Regions from separate parts of the Gossypium hirsutum genome. Here region 1 is linked to region 2. Evidence: chromatin contacts called from public Hi-C data. All regions are on one chromosome and are shown on one strand. Each heading gives the region's core, a stretch centred on a gene start, on an enhancer-like site or on the middle of the called end of the contact. The rest is flanking DNA. Distances are from core to core; before and after follow the strand shown. Region 1 holds the start of LOC107925439 (5'-deoxynucleotidase HDDC2). Region 2 holds the start of LOC121212254.

What was found. Hi-C and Micro-C count contacts between places; a contact is called where the count stands out from the background.
Region 1: a contact with region 2 is called in a Hi-C map of leaf, with 2.2 times the contacts expected there. The contact joins the promoter of LOC107925439 here to the promoter of LOC121212254 in region 2. A contact is called at or near these places in 10 of 34 Hi-C or Micro-C datasets (callus, fibers, leaf and 1 more).

Annotation. Positions count from the first base shown.
Region 1 is chrA13:7,349,225-7,353,034 of Gossypium_hirsutum_v2.1, reverse strand. LOC107925439 (5'-deoxynucleotidase HDDC2) reads left to right here and starts at 2,246. Exons shown (of 8, transcript XM_016856127.2): 1 at 2,246-2,753; 2 at 3,039-3,163; 3 at 3,485-3,522. The coding sequence starts at 2,493.
Region 2 is chrA13:7,194,581-7,198,289 of Gossypium_hirsutum_v2.1, reverse strand. It overlaps LOC121212254, which reads right to left and starts at 1,991. Exons shown (of 1, transcript XM_041084666.1): 1 at 1-1,991. The coding sequence starts at 1,716.

The DNA.
Region 1 (3,810 bases), core at 997-3,496, 150 kb before region 2:
AGTTTATGTTTTCATTGTTTTCTTTTTTATTCTTTTCTTTTTGTTGTACTATTTTGTTTTTTTCATTTTTGCTGGAACATTAATGATGGAGATGTATTAAACACTCGTGCTTCATTGGATGTTTATATATTAATGAGCATTTTCTCAATGACCATCCCTGGACATAGCAACGTCTAGAGTGTGAATACTGCAACTAAAATATAAGGAATTGAAGCAATATCCGCAAGTATATGGGTCAGGATAGTTACAATAAAGTAGGTAAGTACTCTGAGGATTGTACCCAAATGAGGCGAGTACTAAATTAACCTTAACCTAAACGCAAATAAATCTAATTAGTATTTTAAATAAATCATATTACGAATATATATAAATAGAAGATTTTTAGGTTTTATAATAAAGAAGATAAAAATAACAAAAGTAAAGTGAACTTTGGGTGTATAAATTCTAACTTAATCAAATCTAAGTATGAATGATTAGCTCGCTTTGGTGATCATAACTAATTCCTATTTTGGGTTTTTACTCAATCAACTAGTTGTTACCCTAGCAAGATCTCTCTCAATCTTCCACTAAATTAACGAGTCAACAAGGGATAAGGTGTTCACGGATAGGCCATACCAATTTTGGGTTAATTCCTACCTAAATGACTTCCTAGGGTCATCAAGCCTATGGTTTAAGTTCTTTCTCTCCTAAATAACTGATCCGCTAAGACAACCCTTCATAAAAATTAATAAATCATACCTCCACTTGTTAATCCCCCACAAAAGGATTAGTTCCTTGTAGATCCCATTAACACAATAAACTTGATAATCATATTTAGATTCTTATGCCTCCTAAGATTTCGCCTCGAGAAAGTTACTGAGTTAATTTTAAAGACTAAGCCTTCATGCATGTCTATTTCCAAGGAAATTAAAATTTCATAGCAAGTACTACATAAGACTAGAGAACATGCAAGCATTCCATAACTCAAGATAACATAAAAATAACTTATATAAAATCAAAAATCATGCTTGCATTTGAACTAACTTATGAACAGAAATTTCCTCTGAACATTCATTTATTTCAGCAAACTCATGTGAAAAGAATAAAACATACTTGAAAATATTAAAAATTCTTGCAAATATTGTCTTACCTCCTCTTTAAACAGAAACAATATCCTCATTGCGAAAACAAAGTAATGAATGAAAACTGAACACATGTGGGGTTGTAAGAAAAGAGAAGTGAGTCATAAAGACTGCTTATCATAACTGAAAATTCTGATTTCTTCATAGCATTTGAAGAAGCAGGCATAGGAATAGTCAATTCAGGATCAATACTTGGTTCAACTGGCTCATCAGAATTCAGCTCCACACTTGGTTTAGAGTTGTTTAGTTCTTTTATTGATTCAGGATTGTTCAGTTCTTCTTCAGATTTTGCTCCTTTTGTCTTATCAACTGAGTTAGCTTCCGGTTAAGATTTATTTGATGACTCATTAGTTTTTGGTTCAGTTGGTTCACTCAATTCAATTGGGTTTAACTCATGGATATTCTCTACTAACCTTTCAAGATCATGCCTTGTGATGCAACCTTGAACATACTGGCCCTTCAAGTTTGCTTTTGATTTAACTTAGGCCCTTAAGCAAAGTGAAGTAATCAATGATGGAAAGTAGACACTTCCTGCCTTTTTTCTAGCACAATCGTGGATCTCCTTAAGAATAATTTTTCCAACATTGATAGACTTTTCTGTCATAATTGCATATAACAAAAACATTCGTTCCATCGATATGGTAGAACTATGTGAGATAGGCATGAAGCTATATCGAACAAAGTAGATCCATACCTTAGCCAATGACTTTGATTGCACCAAAGCTATCGTTCCATCTGTTGTTGAACATGCAGCAATCAAAGTCACAACAGTTAATATTATGATATATAAAACATCAATTCTAAAAGCTTTTTAAACAAGTACTAAGGATTATTTGTAAATTTTAATATTTATAAATCACATTCTAGATATTTAGAGAAGCAAGTTAACTTATAAAGAAATAGAGTTACTTGAGATTGAATTCAAATTCTTATGCTTACAATGTAATATTTTTACCCTTGAACCAAGGGATTATAAACAAATATAAATGAATTTAGCTAAAATTTGAAACCTATATTTCAAATAAAAAAACTTAAATAACCATGAATTGCACCGTAAACATTTTGAGTTACACCAAAGCTCTAGCTGTTTTAAATAAATTCAATTTTAGAAAAAAAAGTGAAAAACATAATAAAGGAGTTGGTTTCTACGGCCTTTATTTGTTCCTTTTAAAAGGGTCGCAATATGGGATCCGTTTAACGTAGTAGACTCAGAAAGGAAGAAAGCCTGATTTTTCGCATTTAAGACCAAAAGTTAATCGGTAGCCCAACCAAATCGGACCTCGTTTCTCGGACCCCCTCCATCATGCAAAGCCATTAAACCAAACCTTTAAAATCTCCGGCGTACGCCCTCCCCTTCCTCCGCCTTCCATTATGGCTTTCTCTGCTTCTCCCCACTGCGCACCTCCCTTACATCGTTTCGCCCTTCGCCGCTCTCCGCCGCCACAGCCGCCGCTCGCTTTCATGCGCTGCCCTTTCTTCTCCTCCTCCTCCTTTCGACCCGTTTACTTCTCCCCCGCTCCCACCCTGAGGATCATCGTCTCTGCCAAATCCAAGAAACCTTCCTCCGGGAGATCAGCCGATTCGACGTCGGCCTCCGCCATTGATTTTCTCACATTGTGTCACAGTCTCAAGGTATAAATGAAAACATAAACTTTTGCCCTTCGTTCTATTTCCTTCTCGCTCTGTTTCGATTGAGTATAGTTTAATAGCTCTATTAGCTGTTTAGATACCAAGTAAGAGTAAACAAACATGGTCGAAGAGCTACAAATAGAAATTTAAGCTTGGGTTTTACGTGGTAAATATTTGTAGAGCGGTGTTATCTTTGCTTGAGCCCCACCTTTGTATCTCTCTGTCTTCAATTTGAATCATTCAGGGAAGAAAAGACTATAGTTACTGATGACTTTGTTAATCCTGTAGACCACAAAAAGGAAGGGTTGGATCAATCACGGGATAAAGGGTCCTGAATCAATTGCTGACCATATGTACCGCATGGCGTTGATGGCTTTGATCGCTGGCGACCTTCCTGGTGTGAATAGAGAAAGGTTCACTCTCATCATATCATATGATATATGTCAGGGCTCATGTTCTTCATTAAATTATCAACTTCCAAGTTTGTCAATCTGATTTATGTATTTTCTTTTTCTTTCATGGTAATTGATGGAAATGTTAGGAGGATGAGCTATTTCTTTTGTATTATTTTCTTTGAGCGGATTTAGCTTATAATAGAAGTTGGAGATGAGTTTATGTGATTTTTTATTCTTGCCTTTTCTTTTTTTTCAAACTTTTTTTTTTTTTTTTGCTTTATGCTTTTGTTGGATGTTATTAGGGAAGCTTTATGTCTTTTATCCATTCAACTTTTGCAGGTGTATTAAGATTGCAATTGTCCATGATATTGCAGAAGGTACTGTCCCATGTCTGCATCTTCTATCATTATCATTAGTGTACGTCAAATTTGCAATAGCCATGCTATACGAGTACTTATGATGTTAAAATCAGTAATGGTACAAAAGTTGTTTTCCTCAAAAGAGGGAAAAGGTAAACCTATTAATTAGGTACAATAGATGTTCTACTGTGGTAATCTAAGATAATTGACAATGTTGAACTTTTAGAACCATCTTGATTTTTCTTGCATGCATTTTTATGTGATGGGTTGAATTTTTTTTTTTTTTGGGAGGGGGGTGGGGTTTGG
Region 2 (3,709 bases), core at 742-3,241:
ATTCCCTTCAATGTTATCCTCCTCCCCATAGCTGGGGTGATTCCCCTCATTCCTCCTCGGTGCCGGCTCTTCAACTTCATTACTAAACTCCACATTCAAATCCAACTTCCCCAAATTCTTTGTGCCCCTCGCCATCTGCTTCCTCCCACTATTAACAACTCCTCTTCTACTCGATTCAGCAGTCACCACACCTTCTGGCACAGTGGACGCACCACTCAAATTCCCACTACCATCAACATTAGCTGCCTCATTACCCGCCTTCTTCACTCTCTCACTCTGTGGTTTCTTAGCAGTTTTCCCCACAGATCCTTTCCCTTTGACATTTTTTGCCTTCTTCCTCTTCTCATTCTGCCAATCATCATCGTCGTCGTCATCCTCTGAAGTCCCAATCGAGTCAGAAATATCTACATATGCGTCATCATCATCATAATACACTCTTGGAGCAGGCTTTTTGGCAGTACTTTTTTTCCCAGTATTCTTGTTATTAGGGCAAGCATACATGGTCGAAATGGGTGACCAACTGGGAAATTGATCGCCCCTCGAAAATCCTAATGGGAAAAACCCCCAGCAGCTGAAACGCGAATCCTTTCCATTCACGGGTGGCGGCGGTATCACAACCGCATGAAAAGCTCTCCTGCAGTTCTTAGCCTGACACCTCAGTGTGCAATCCTCGTACAACTTCGGGTATTCATAGAGAATGTAACAGTACGGACAAGCCGTCCAGAAAGTCAGCTCCTCTGACTCAGCGGCTTCACTAGGCCGAGTCACACTAGTTGGCTCTGTCTGACTATTCCCCCTATGAGGAGGAGTTGTTGTCTGGTTAATTTGACCCGTCCGAGTTGGCTCATCCCTATTAAACTGACTCGAGATATCGGTTCCTATTTGATTAATCTGGCTCATCCGAATCGGCTCAGGCCGATTAACCTCACTCGCCTGACTAATCTGACTCGAACCAACCGATCCTGTCCGATTCACCTGACTCGACCCAGCTAAACTGATCTGACTCATTTGCTTCCTCCATGTTGGCTCAGCCGGCCGATTTTGCTCCGGCGATTTATTCTTTAATCCCAACTGCTCCTCTCCTTCTAAAGCGGCATTCCCATCTTTATCAGTATTTCTAGGGCTCCTTCTCATGAATAACGGTTGCGTAACTTGCGCCTGCGTTTCTTTCTGTGGCGGCGATTGCATGAACAGCGTTTGCGTTTCTTTCGGCGGGGGCGGCGGCTGCGGTTGCATGAAAAGCGGCTGCGGTTGCGGTTGCAGCTGCTGTTGCTGCATCTGTGGTTGTTGTTGTTGCTGCTGACCGAGTTGACTCACCTGACCAAATTGAAGGAGCCTCAACTCGTTATCGTAAACGGCCTTCTTAGAAGGGTTCGACAACACATTCCACGCTTCGGAAACAAATCGAAACGCCTGATCTGCGAAAGAGAGCCTGTTCCTCCCAGGATTCAAAAGAAGGGCGAGTTTCCTATACTGACTCGCCACAACTTCCATGGACTGAGTTAACGGCACGAGTTGGAGGATCCCGTACCAGTCTTGAGGGTTAGATTGAGCCGTTATGAGAGTGTCCGTCACGGCTAGGATTTGGTCGGCGAGGATAGGGGCCGATTCACGAGCTCGGATCGCGAAGGTTCTGGTCCCGTGCAAATCACGCGCCGCCAAGAGCTTCTCCGCAATCGTCAACCACCGCTCGGCCTCCGTAGTATTGCCATCCATAACGCCTAACCCTTCTCTCCGTCGAAGAATTCAGTTTCCTTTTTCCTTTTTTTTTTCTTTTTTCTTTTTTCTTTTTTTAATGGAAGAAACTCTTTGTTTGGTAATAATGGAAAATAGCAGAGAAAAATGGCAGGTCTATTTTTTCGATGGACGAAAAAGGACAGTTCTTTAAGATAAATCAAAGAGGGGTTTCCTTTGATTTGGATGGGATAAGAATATTTCTACATGGGTATTATTGTCATTTGAGGTTCTGTCTTTAGAACTTGGCAAAATAGAGTGGGAGTGAAAGTAGTAGGCAAACAGGGGAATTAAATAAAAAATTTAATTCTAAATTTCATCCCTCTACTTTACAAAATTGAGAATTTAATCTATCTAATACTTTAAAAAAGTTGAATTTAGTTCAATTAAACCTTATTATTAAATTGATGATCTGAAAATATCAACTCGATAATTTATTTATGAGGAATTAGTAAAAATTAATAATTTAATAATTTAAATGCAGCTAATTAGTAAAAATCAATAATTAAAGTTCATATATCTACTAATAATTGTACTAACTTTTTATTTTTTGTAAAGTATAACTATCATTAATAAATTAAAATAAAGGGATTAATTTCTAATTTTTTTTGAACCAGAAGCATGGAATTTAAATAAACCCAAAAAAAAAAGAAATGAAAAAAAAATGGCAAAGCTTTTGCGTAGCATTGCAGAAAAAGAGTCATTACGGTCATATGGTCGTCCTTTTATTTATATGGTGATGAGGTCGTTTTATAGAAAGTAGTAATAAATATAATGGTGAGTATTTGGATTTTATTTAGGCTTAATTTATAAATTGGCCCTTGAAGTATGTCTTTTTCTCACTTTAGTACCTAATTTTTTTTTTTCAATTAAGTATTAAAACGTTATGGTTTTTAATCCAAAAATAAACCACCATTTAAAAAATCAATCTAGACATTGAGATGATGCCATGTATCTGCCTTTGATATTTTCATAACATAATTCATCAGTAATTAACATTAGAATTAAATTAAAATAATTTAATCTAATAATGTAGTAACCTCTCCTCCCTCTCAATCTCTCGTTCACACCTCTTTTCAAGTTGCAGAAAACTTCAAAAATATTTGAAGGTTTGAAACTTAGGTGAATCCGTCTCGATATTCAAGGTTGGGTATCGATGGTTCCAAGTGGAAATTGTCGTTCATCGAGGAGAAGAAGAATAATTTGACAACGGATTTGACTTAATGATGATAATTTTTGGGTCGATGATGAATTCTTTAACGAAATTGAAGGAAGAGTTGTTGTTGCGATTATTGTCGTCGGTGAAGAAGTTGAAAGTTTTAGTCTTTAAAGCCAAAGCTAAATTTTCAAACAATTTCAAAGATTTATGGGGACTTAAATGGGTGTTCATAGCCATTCATTTTTGTAATAGGAATGGCAATGAAATAGAAATGGGGGGAAGGTTTCATTGCAGCTTAATTAACAAATTGAGAGGGATTAATTTCTAAATTAAGCTTTTTATTTAGGTTAAATGTGAGTAAGAAAGTTCGTCTATTTCACTAAATTTTTAAAAAGTTGACTTATTTTATCAATTAATGTTTTCTTTTTTACATATTTGACTAATTTAGTATTTTATTTAATATAAATAAGATTTATATTTGATATAATAAGTTTAATATAGAATGAAAATTGTGTTTCGTTGAAATTACAATAATAAGGCAAAACACAAATAATAAACGCAACTCGAACCCATGAGAACAATGAATACACTTAATCATCATGCCATCACATAAGGTTTAAAAATTAAGAATGATTTTGATTCATCTAAATTATAAGTAAACTATTCGGATCTTATCTATAATTATTTTTTTCCCTAAAATAATTATTTTTATTTAATTTTCAATATTATTTTCCTTTTTTATGATTTTTTAAAATAAAAAATCTTTTATATAATATGTATATATAAAAATATATTAGAATTTGTCACACCCATCAT